Linked DNA regions of Mus musculus: region 2 is linked to region 1. The links are chromatin contacts, called in public Hi-C maps. All regions are on one chromosome and are shown on one strand. Each heading gives the region's core, a stretch centred on a gene start, on an enhancer-like site or on the middle of the called end of the contact. The rest is flanking DNA. Distances are from core to core; before and after follow the strand shown. Region 1 has its middle 28 kb from the start of Gm33959. Region 2 has its middle 12 kb from the start of Gm20714.

The links. A called contact is a pair of places that touch in the nucleus more often than the background predicts.
Region 2: a Hi-C map of cranial neural crest shows a contact between it and region 1, with 2.2 times the contacts expected there. The contact joins two enhancer-like sites. A contact is called at or near these places in 4 of 484 Hi-C or Micro-C datasets (the 3T3-L1 cell line, cranial neural crest and embryonic fibroblasts).

Annotation. Positions count from the first base shown.
Region 1 is chr6:4,555,793-4,562,189 of GRCm38.p6, reverse strand. No RefSeq gene overlaps it. Among named protein-coding and RNA genes, the nearest start is that of Gm33959, 28 kb to the left of the region's middle. Within about 2 kb of position 4,044, at least 13 of the 459 cell types and tissues checked have an H3K27ac peak or open chromatin away from gene starts, as enhancers often do.
Region 2 is chr6:4,825,021-4,831,417 of GRCm38.p6, reverse strand. No RefSeq gene overlaps it. Among named protein-coding and RNA genes, the nearest start is that of Gm20714, 12 kb to the right of the region's middle. Within about 2 kb of position 2,942, at least 5 of the 459 cell types and tissues checked have an H3K27ac peak or open chromatin away from gene starts, as enhancers often do.

The DNA of each region.
Region 1 (6,397 bases), core at 2,795-5,294:
AATTGTAGCTAATTTCTCTGCTTGATTGATTGGAAGGTAAATAGAAATTAAAACATCTGATTTGCTACCATACTAGGCATAAGCCAAAGAATTTGGTTTTCCTATAAATCCTATATAGATAAGACTGTTTTCTTGATTTCTATTTTTTAAAATCAGATCTAACTTACTCTTGTTTTACCAGTGACATAAAGTTATGTAAAATAGGATTGTAGTTTAACAATCTAGGCTTCACATGGACTTGGGACACCTTTCCTCTGGCATCTTACACAAATAAAAATAGAATAATTGAATAAGTACAAACAGCTGCTGGCTATCCTGACCAGCAGTGGTAACTGCCTTAGCCCAACAACCCCTCCTATGCTCCAGCACAAACAGGCAGAACTGAACTGCTTGCTGCTGGAGCACATTAGCCTAAGGAGGCTGGGGTGCTATCTGAGAGTCAGCTTTTTTCTGGCTTTTGCAAAAATAAAGGAAAGGTATAGAGAATCTGCCTTAAAGGTATTTACACTGTGTGTTTAAAGGTTCCAATCAGCCCACAGGGCAGTATCTTGGATGGGTGGAGAGAGGTTTCGCTAGAGAAAGTTCTAGATTCACATTCTCTGGGGAGCAGTATAAACCATCCAAGGATGTTTCTTTGCTATGTTTCTGCTTATAGACGTAACCTAGCTGCCTCCGAGTACAGCTACTTCTGGACACATGTGTGCGGGTGACCTAAGGAGATCAGCATCCTTCTCCCTGTCCTGCTAGGGGCGATAAATAGAGACTTGGCAGCCCCTGGAGGCTGCTGACACCTGCTCAGGACAGATTCCAGGCCAAAATGCTTTCTGTCTTCCTTGCATGTTCTGCACGAAGGACTCAACTTTGTTTATCCTCCATCCAAGGGGGAGATCGAATTTCACGGCCAGCTGGTTCTCTTTCAGGCGGAATTTGGCCCCTTAAATATAGCACCGTCTAAAGAAATGTTTAAGATTGTTTACTGAAGGACATAGAGCCACGTTGTCATGGCAGTTTTGCTCACCTTTCACTCGCCTAATATGAGCTAGACACATGTTTGTGGACAAATCTTGTTTTATTTTCTCCATTGTGAGCAATATGACAGTCAGGTATTTTGGTTCCATTGCCGAAATTCCTTTTGCATTTTTCAGAGAACTTTTTTTGTTTGTTTTTTGAGATTGTGAACATTAATTTAATATGTCTAAGGCCTTTGTTAACATAAAGATCTCAACTAAGCTGGGCGAGTCTTTGCCTCCCTGTGGATTTATTTATTTCCTTCTGGTGTTCTGTAGAACTTTCCACACTCAGCGCCTTCTAACTCTAACCTTTTGTGAGTAGAATTCAAAATTTAAGTTCCCAGTTTAAGAAAAAAAATCTTAAGGAATTATCTGCCAGGACCCCACTGTGACCAGCCTGATATTACACCTTCTGCATAGACTCTTCCTCTTTTGCCTGTTGTTTAAAGGAGAAAGATGCAAATGCCCTTGACTGCCTCCCATTGCTCTTCCCGAATTAAGAAATACATCCTATTATCACCCCCTCTCAAAAATCTCCCATTCTGGATTGTTTTGACATTTCCACTGCTAGTTTTCACAGTGCCCTAACCTGTCACCGTGAGCTCGAGACTCATGATTGGAGTGGACTCAGATGTGACAAACCTTCAGACTGTTTCATTAAAGCCAGTTTGCCTGGTTTCACATAAAAAAGGGAGCTGGGAAATGCTGGTCCCTGCAGATCAGAAAGCAGCCACATGAACCTAGCTAAATGAGACACCTCTGATTTCTCGGGCATGACTGAGATGGATGGCGCCCGCAGCTGTACCGAGCGCACGCATAGCGGAGATTCAAAACTGTGGAGTTCTGGAGTTATGCTGTCTGAGTTCACGACCCACACACATCCCCAGTAACTCGCTGTGTTCTTTTGAACAGGTTTTCTTACCGTTTCTAAGCCTCAGTTTCCTTCTGTGGAAAGCAGAGATAATAATAGTGTCTAGCTCACAGGATGGCTATAAGGACAGGATTGGCTCATGCTTTGGAGGGCACGGGCCAGGTCTGGCACCAGGCGAACACTGTGGAAGTTAGCTGTTAAGCCCCTCTGTTGGCTACAAGCACCAAAGTCCTTGACTCTAAACTACTAAAGCTTGTGGCATGTGGAAAGCGCATACTGACGCTCAGTCACGTGATGATTCCTTCACCACTTTACGCCTCTAGATTGCTGAATGTGGCTTCAAAGACTGGGCTGGTAGTGTTAGCACACTAAATTGATTTCTAACCAATATTTACTCAAGTTTCACTTCAATATTTAAAAAGTCAAAGAATTTGATATATATATATATATATGTATATATATATATGTATATATATATATATATATATATATATATATATATATATATATATATATTTGTTGAGACAGTCTGTCTACATAGCCTTGGGTCTGGAACTCACTATATAGACTAGGCTGGCTTCAAACAGAGATCTGCCTGCCTTTGTCTTCCAAGTGCTGGGATTAAAAGCGTGTAGGTTAAACTCCTGCCTAGGTGTTCTATAAATGAAGAAAAATATTCAACTTATGGAAGTCCTTTGTTTGGATGTTTGAGGTCATCCTGGAACTTTTCATTGTTATAACTGCACCGTTTGGCAGGAGAGCTTGGTTCTAATTCGGGGTTTAGATACACTGTGAAATGTGCAAAATGGTCAGGATAAAGCAGTGCCTGCCACTCTAGAACCCCAGTGGATGCTGTGTGAGCAAGTCTTTCTTTGAGCCTTTAGATTTCTGTTTGATGTTGAGTATCAGAGACCTGCAGGCTGAATGGAGGGACTTCCTACTCCAGTGGCCCTTACTCTTGTATGTAGGATAACTTTTTCAATTTCTCTTTTTTTTTTCAGTGTTATCATCTTTGCCATTGTTATTTGCCCGAGGAGGTTCTTTTTCTTTTTGTTTTGTTTTTGTTTTCTGTTTTTACTAAGCCTTGACTTAACTCAGCTTGAAGGTGTGCTTACCATTTTGCCAAATGTTCTATTAATTTTTTGTTGTTGTTCTGCTCTTTTAGCTTCAATAGAAATAAGAGAGACCAATGTGCTGGTTAGCCACAGGGCTAGCTGCAGAGCATTGGCTATATGGAATGGACAGAACGCCCAGGACTTCATGGAAGATTTGAGGATAATGCCCATCTTGGCCCTGCTCTCTGCCCTTTAGTCTACCTTGGTTTTGAGGTTTTCGATCAGTCAAATGATAGTCATTTAGTTCATTCCAAATGACCAGGGCAAGAAAGGCGTGGTTCTTCTCCCCACCCTCCCCAATTAATACCCTGGGTCTGTTTTATTTGTCTTAGAGACTGAGCATATAAATATATAGATCAAATTGTCTCTGATAGTGTCCTACAGTGCTGTCTTTTCATGATCTGATGCTTGGTACGATAAACTTGTGCTCTTAAAAAAAAAGAAAAGAAGCTATGAGTTTAATCTGACCTTTGTTTTTGCTTCCAAGACATATGAAAAGGGCTAATTCACACAGTCTTTCTCAAGTCTTGCCCCTGAGAGCTCTCCTTTACTCCCACTGCCTTGGACTGCAAGCCTGGCTACCTAAGGTCCTCACACATTTCCCCCACAATTCAAATGTGTGCATTGCTCACCACAGTGGTCACCCTCATCACCTTCTATACTGACTTTAAGCAACAGTTAAAATTACAGGTGATTTATTGTGAACTTTCTTTGCAATTCTATCTGAAAATATGAAAAGAGTAAGTTTAGGAGCATGAGAGATGCACAGTCTCTCTCTCTCTCCCTTTCTCCCTCTCAATATGATTACAGCATTTCTCCTATCTCTTTCCTCTCTTTAAACCATCCCACATACTTTGTTTCGTCTTCCTTTTTTTCTTTCAAATCCATGGCTGCCCTTTCTCATTGTTATTGCATCAAACACACACACACACACACACACACACACACACACACACACACATTTTACCTTATTTTGCATCTATGCATCCTTTTAACTGTGAGGTTGCCAAACTCTGTGTGCGCGCGCGTGTGCGTGTTCTTGTGCGTGTGTTTAAAGACTAAACTCTAAACTCACAACCAAAAAGATGGTTGATTTTCTGGACCCACGTTTAATGGCGGTAATTTGGTTGCCTGTTGCAGAGTGTTTCTGGTTGTGATTAGTTCTTGAGGTCTGGCCTTTGTTGTTTTTTATCGCAGCTAAAGGGCAATGACGGCAGCTGGAGTCAGACACTGGTGTCAGACACTGGGGGTCAATTTCGTCTTTGCACGAGGTGGTTCCATTGACAAGACTGTGCTGTGTATGTTGAGGTTGCCACCCGCTGGTGGAAGCAGAACACTTCCATTTTAATGAGTAACTGGGGCTGGGTGGCGGGAGGCCTTCTGTTCTTAGAGTGTGAATTTGCATGTTGAAATTCTTTCAAAGAGTGGTTTCAAACTCTACTGGAAGAATAAGGAATTTCACAGTTAGTATCTTGGCTGGAAAAAGAAAACAGTCACTCTTAGGAAACCTTTTAAAGAGTTGTGTTTACAACACCCCCACCCCACCCCTACAAACCCAGAAAGTGAAAAATAGTTGCAGAATTTAAAGGACCGCAGTGTTTTATCATTCTTTGCTACTGAGCTCTAAGATGAAAGCGGTTACTACTTCCTCTCTGCCTTTGTTTTTTGTGTATGCTTGCACTACCTTACCAGGTATGTGTGTCTAGAAATCTAAATGTAAGACTTTAATAACGATGCTTTATGGTGTGTAAGAAAAAAGCCCACCACTTTAAATCACAGCCACATTAAAGGGGACAGGTAGAAAAGGAAGAAAGTTCAGGGAGTGAGCTGCAGTTTTCGTCACTCCACTGGCACAAATCAAAATTCGATTGCACGCAGGAGAATTTATGATGTGATAGAGACCCCGTGTCAGCCTAGGGGCAAAGGTACCTGCTTACCTCACGTCACATCCAAACACTTTCCAGATGTGACGAGTTGCACATTATACAAGTAGAAATGTACACATGAATGTGTAATCAAGGCAAAAAAGCCAAGCAAAATATAAAAGAAAACTTCCTCATGTGAACGTCACCCATGAAATAAATAAGAAAATACCCTTTGCAGGCCCAGTGCCGAGAAGGAAAGCACATCTCTGCAAAAGGCCTGCTAGCATTTGAAAAGCACATTTTACCTCACAGCCAAACTAGGGTGTATAACTTTACACACACACACACACACACACACACACACACACACACACCACAAAATCTATAAATGTGACTAAGACCTTAAATAGTTCCTTATACTAAGGGTTGTGGAAAAAAAAACTTCCATATTTTAGAATGTTGCTGCAATTGAAAATTTTCCTTAATGATTATTTTCTTCATTGTTTATTTTGTAATTGTTTTGCTATTGATAAACAAAAATGTATGATATATATTAATAATCATCTTTTGGGTGATATTTAATGACATGAAAATTGTCCATGACACTAGTAAAATGTCTGAAAAATACACCACAGCATACACAGTTGACTTACATTTTGATAAAGAAAGAACCCTTATCTACTATACACACACACACACACACACACACACACACACACACACACATATATATAGTTTTAGAGATTGGAGGGGCATGTGCAGAGATTTTATTTGTGATTTCTGTAGTGTAAACACAGAGCAGTTTTCTTCACTCATTTCTAACTTTTTACTTCAAAACAGTAACATTCGTAGATATAGCAAGATTGTGTATTAAATACCTGCAGACAGAGCACTGTGTTAGTTATATCTTAGTTCAGCTGTTAAAACATAGTACTACCCAATAGCATATGGATAACTCTCATCTGCTTTCTCTATAAAGGAAAATGGTGGAAAGCCTAGTGTTCTATCTTCTTTGTAGAATACTCCAGACATGTGAGTACCTATCCTAGTGGCATTTAGCACAGTAACCAACAGATACTGTGGACCGCTTCCCACATGCAAGAGTGGTGGAAGGTGATGGAATGCTTTGGATATCGGTACTTGTCGAGATATGTGAGTCTCCAATGAGGAACAAACACGATGTTCAAGGAGCCACTGCTTTGTGTGACATCCTGTTGCTTTGCCGTCACAAGATGGCAGTTTCTTGAGAAGGAAAAGCTTGTGAAAATAAACAAGGAGACAACCTCACATGCGAGAGTCTCTGATTAACAGCCCGTGCTTTAGCGGTAATTTATTGATTACGTGAGCTGTTAAATAGTCCACCCACAACACAGATATGACTGCAGAATTAATAGAAACAAAAATTAATTTTTCTCAACCAACTCCAGAACTAAATTAAATAATGCCTTTGACTTGAGGGAGCCAGCGTTTTCTGATAAAAGCTTTCAAATATCTGGCATGTTAGACGTGTGGCCAAGAACATGAAAGATGATGTTA
Region 2 (6,397 bases), core at 1,693-4,192, 270 kb before region 1:
TTTTCTTGCCTCAGACAGTCCTGTCGTACTGACTGTGTGCACGTGGGAGAGCTTGTCTGAGATTTAGTTAGCATCTTCCCACACTCATCTTCACTAGCATTTTGCTCCACAAGTTTTTTCAATTCTTTATAAAATGGAGTCTGCAGGTAATAAATCTGTGGTATTTAACAGTAATGCACCCAGTTGTATATTCTCCTCGACTGTTCTCCCCTGTGTAATCGTCTGTGAAATGTGGAGCCATCTATCCCCCCTGGATCCGCAGTGTTATAAAGTTATCCTGAGTAGACAGAGTAGAAAATTGAGAAAGCAGTCATTAGTATAGCTGCCTTTTAGCTCATGCATCCCTGTTTAAATGCTACTGCAGTTAGTCGGAGGACACAATTGTCCAGGCTTGACGATATAGCTGTGAGAAGAAAATCAGACATGATCCCTTCCCTTGTGACCATGGGACTTCACTGATACATTTATAGTGTGATTCTCTCTTTTGGAGTAGCATGTACCCATTTTAATGAAAATGTGACTCTCTGTATTTCTTCTTGTTCAAATCTAATTCAAGTCCCACTCCTTCTGAATGCCCTTTCTGCTCCGCTCACTGAAACTCTTTGTCAGATGAGATACTAATATGTTATATGTAGTAATATGAAGCTCTTATTAGGGACAATATAAATGTAATTATTCAATGTTTTGTCCCAGCATTTTATTCTGTATTCATGGTCATTTTTGAACACACATATATACATACACATATATTCAAAAGTGGACTGTTTTCTTCAGACCCGTCAAAACTAAAGCTGAGTATTCATCCCAGGGTAAAAATCATGTTATTAGGGAGTAGCTGGAGCAATGGCTCAGCAGTTCAAAGCACTGGCTGTTCTTCTAGAAGACCTGGGTTTGAGTACCAGAACCTCCTGGTTTATAGCCATCTGTAAATCCAGCTCTGGGGGGTCTGACGGCGTCTTCTGACTTCTATGGGCACCAAGCACGGGAGTGGTTCACACACATACATGCGAGAAAATTACACATAAAGAGTAAATTTGAAAAAAAAATCTAAAAGAACAATTTAGTAGTAATTCTCAACAGTAGGTAAAAGCACCGACCTTTCTCCTAATTTGTGGAAAGGGCATTTTACTGAAGGAACAAGAGTAAGGGGCAGCAGGGCATTAACCTTTGTCTGGGAAGCTCCAAGTTACTCAGTAAGGTTGAGAGAATTGGTGTCTGTAAAGGCAATTAACTGCATCTGGACTAGCAATCACCGAAGCTCTGATTCTATTCTCTTGTAGAGCATGGATGCCTGAAAACTTGAACTCCCATGATTGTATCTCAAAGAAATGGCGTTGAGGTTTTCAAGGAAGATGCTATATGCATGCCCTTAGGAAAGCCATATATCTCAAAGAGATAGAGAAAGCATTTGCAATTGTAAGCCTCACCCCTTTTTAATTCTCTAGGACAGGGAGAGTCAGAAGTCTATTTGTCAAATGTTGGATAGGGGAAGTCTGAAGGTTTTACCGGGAAGAGCCCAAAAGGGGAAATGAGAGCTGAGTCTTCCTCAAGGAAGCAATGTTGAGGCTAGACAACTCTTTTGATGCAAAATTTTGGATGGGATTGTTATGTGCTGAGAATTCCTTCGTAGTTTTCAGATCCTGTTTATATTTCTCACATCATGCCCTTGTCTTAAAGCAGATCTTCATGATGTTTGATCTAATTTGTTTAAATGCTAATAGCTCTTTAGTAACCAAATTACGCTCATTGTGTTTTCTCTCGCTGTTGATTGCTCTGTTCTATTTCTTACTGCAGTAGATGTCCCGCCGGGGCCATCTTTATAGTTCTTTAGGTTATACACTTCATAAAGGCATCCTGACGAAGGCATAATGGAGAGCTTAAACACAGGCTGAACTTCATTTGTCATGAGATCCAACAGCAGGGTTACACACACACATACACATACACACACACAATCATATGGTTTACCATTTTCCTCTGGATATTTGAAATATAAACATCTTTCATCAAACATTTTTAATTATTAATTTGAGTTTTGCATTGGCTTTCCAATAATGAAAGTTTGGTTTTCTGGGTTCGAGATGTTTGAATGTTAAAGCACATGGCTGAGTCCATTATTAAAGTCTGTTTGGTTTGGATTCAACTGAGTATTTTCAAGATCTTGGGTCTACACCAGAGGCCTCTCAAATATAACTACTGTCTTGGTGTTCATTGTCACAACCAAGAGAAATAGATTTCTCTCTAGAGAAAGTTGTCTGTCTTTTTTGTTGATTTTATTTTTGGACTAGGGTAGATTTATTTGTTTTATGCAGAGATATATTCAGGTTGGGTAATAATTCATTTTGAATAATATGAATTTTCTTTTATAATTTCATGAGCTTGATTTCTTCACTTTATTTTGACTTCAAAATGATGTATCTCTTCAATTTAGCAGTTTGCACGTGTCTCATCCTTCTCTGTTGTGACCTGCATGCTCCCGTAAGCTCACTCTCACGCCAAGGAGAACAGCAGCACGGACAACTGTGAAAGCAAGCATGCAATGGACATTTTTGCAGCATTACAACGTTGGGTCTTGCATAGCATTAGAAATTATTTAGAAGAAGTGTTGGCCACAGAAAGTCACTGCTCAGTCTGCAATAGATTCAGAAAATTAGTTTCAGAGCTCCTCATGCCTGTTCTAGTTCTTTGATACAATATACCACCTTGGGAAAAATCCTTCAAAAGGATAAAACAGCTGAAATACATATCGGTGCCCCTTGTAACCTCCATCTTTCAGCGTTTGAGCAAACAACATAACTGGCTTTCTTCCAGTTTCTGTCTCCAACCAAAAGAGATTCACATGTCCTCCGTTAAGCCTTAGAGAGGAATATGATGCCCACTTTTAAGAGGCAAGTACTCTTAGTTTTCTGTTTTAAGGCTCATGCGAGATCATTCTCCTGTTGCTATAGAAACCATCTCCTACTAAATTCGAGAGGATCTATGAACAGGACTGAAATGGCTACGCTAATAGAAAGAGTTATATTTTAATTTTCTGGGAGTATTTTCATTTCTTTCTTGGTTTTGCCTAACATGCTAAACTATTCAGTCAGATCGCATTGATTTTGCTACTAAGGGTCTGGCAGGAAATACTTAAGTGGAGGAAATTATTTGGGGGCAGAGGAGACTCAAACAGTTGAGAAAACAAAGACGAATAGCATTTATACTTTTAGGGCTGCATATTTGAACTGTTCTGAGTTTGCTTGTACTGCATCATCCGTTCTTACAAAGTGAACGGTAAAAGATGCATCTCTGGGGGCTGGGAATGGAGCTGCATGACACAGAGCTTGTTTAGCAAGGGTGAAAGCTTTGCTTCTACCCATAGTGTCCCCTGTCTGCCCTGCCCCCAGTCCTGCTACAGAAAGTTTTGTATAGTGTAATGTTTTCATCCACATATTCTTAGATAAATAAGAGACTAGACCTATGGCCGATGAAATGTACATTTTGTCATGGCAACAAAAAAGTTACTAATATATTATCATGAATATTTTGGGCAGCAAATATGTAGAAAGCAATTACAATTAAGTATATATTATATGTGATAAACTACAGAACTATGAATAGACATGAAAGTAGACATTCACCTGTTTGCAATTGGACCTTCATCTCTTTCTGTTACATTCTCGTGTGTGTGTATGTGTGTGTGTATGTGTGCATGCTAAGATTTTTATGGCAAGAACAATTGAGCATATATTTTATGATCATATACCTGTATTTACTGTAAGTACATTGACCTTGCACCATTGGAACTGACAATATATCTAGCCATTTTAAAACAATAAAGAAGGTTTGGATAAACCCCAGTCAGGAATAGTGTGAGGACAGGATGAACTGAACATGTATACACACATCTTTGGGGAAAAGAGAAACAAACAAACGACAACGCAACACTGGTGGTGTGGAGTTTAGAGTCTTTCATTTGAATTTCAACCTTACTTCCTGGCTCTTGAAGGTTATTTGTTAATTATGGATATTGGGTAGAAATCCTGACAAATGAACATACGCCAAAGCAGCAAGGTCTTGTTTTCTCTAGGCTGGATTTACACTTGCATGTCTTTTCATGGGAAGCTGACTGGGTGGCTGTCCATCGTCAACCACAGTGACACCAACAGCCATACTTTTATTGGTTTTCTTGTCTCAGAATATTGGTGGGAGACTCAAAGGTGACTTTCATTTTGTGACACCCTATGAGGTTGACTGAGTTACCAAATAAATCGTTCAATACAAATAATTCCCATCTGGATTATTTATTGACGTTTCGTGTTGTTTTATTATGGCATCTCATTTCATTAACGAAAAATTATGTAATTCCCTACCTGATAGGGATTTGTCACAAAGGGGACAGAGTTAAAACTTCCAAGTGTTAATAATGATAATAATGTTAATAATAATAATCTGTTGTGACTCAGATTAAATTTTCTTTTGTTCCTTTAAGAATAGTACTTGAGGAGAAGCAAGTGCATGCTGATAATGAAGTGATTTTCTTATGAGATGTGATAATGAATGATGCTCACACAAACGTAGCTCTAGCATTTTGAAAATATACTTAGGAGGGTGGTGAATTTGAATTATGTCACAGCTTGTGTGTGACCTTCGGAGATCCTCTCATCCCTAATAAAAGTATAAGCCAGGTGTGGTGCAAGCACCTTTAATCCCAGCACTTGGGAGGCAGAAGCAGGTAGAACTGTGTGACTCTGAGGCCAGCCTGGTCTCCAGAGTGAGTTTCCTGGTGAGCAAAAGCTGCATAGAAAGACTTTCCCCCCAAAAACAAAATAAACCAAAACAAATAAATGAAAGTTTAAAAAACATAAAAAGCATTTTACCCATCATAATTTTGCCTAAAGAATGTGAAACATTCAACTGCTTATGAGGTTGCAGGGCAAAGTTTGCAAAAGTCAAATCTGATACAACCTTGAGCAACTCAATGATCATAAATAGATTAGGACTCATGCAGCCTTAGAGAAGTAGGCTGTGGGGTTGGTAATGTCACCCTAGGGCAATGGACGCAAGGAGAGACATTTTCAGTGACTTGAGTGTTGAAGATGGTGTGTGGAGAGTCTTATCTGGGAAAGTGCGAGTAAGAAATTTGAAGCATCATATTAAAGCATGATTCTTGTACAAATATAGATACGAATGTGTTAAAGATGAATTTGAGCATTAATATGGACGCTAGTTAGAATGATTATGGTCTTCAAGGGACTATATACATACATATATCATTTATGTAATATTTATACATAAAATGTACATTTATATTATGGATTTATTATTTATATGTGTATGTGTTCTGATATGCGCATATGTTTGCATATAGAAACACCCCTGTGTGTGTGTGTGTGAGTGTGTGTGTGTGTGTGTGTGTGTGTGTGTTTGGAGAGAGAAAATAGAGACAGAGACAGAGAGACAAAGAGAATGATTAAGTCAGGAAGAAAAGCCATGACGAGTAAGCTTTATTCTGTAAGAGATAAAACTGATTAATATCCTACAAGGCAACGAAACTATAACTTTTTTGGGGTGATCTTTCCTGACAGAAATCATTTGCACCTCTACTGGAAAAAAATCAATAGCATTGACAGGAACGTCAGAGGAACTGGGCCACAGTCTAACCTACCTATTAGATAGAACAACAGCATTTCCTTCTGTGAATTAGATAATCCTTGGGTGGTCCTGTCACAAAGTGTTCCCAAGGAAACTGAAACTCTGTGGACTGATGGCTTTGCCCTGTTCTAAACCAGCACAGTTTTGGTGGCGGTACCAGCCTCACTTCAGTTACAGGCTGCTGTCTGGAGTTCTCTCATTATCACTCTCTGGTAAAAGTCCCGTATGCTGAAGCCAATCTCCCCATAGCTCCACAGAGTGTACATTCCTGCATAAAGGAAGCAACTTTCTTTCCAAAAGGTTTCCAGCATTGTACAGAGCTCTAATGTCAGGGGAGAGCCTTTGATCTCAGTATGGACCCCTAACAGTCAAGAAACAGGAATGTTTCTATATTAATATGATTACAGTAAATATATTTAATATATTTAAATGTAGATTGTGAAAACTACAAATTAAAATCCTCATCATTAATATTATTTCTAATATTAATTGTTCCACTTTACAGGCTGTTCTTCCTGCATTTTGGTTTTTGTATTTATCTATCTTCATGCTGTCTGTGTCATTCTTCATTGCACAGGCAGTTAGAGCCCTCAAGATCTGCAATGGTGTTCATGTAGTTGTCCTGTTCTGCTTATAATCTGATTTCCCTTTCTGAGAAAACATAAAATATATGAGACTTGCAGTTCAAATATAAGGTTGTAGACTTGAGTATACAAAAGAAGACATGAGGTCTTGCACTCAATAAATTGAAAGCACAACCTGG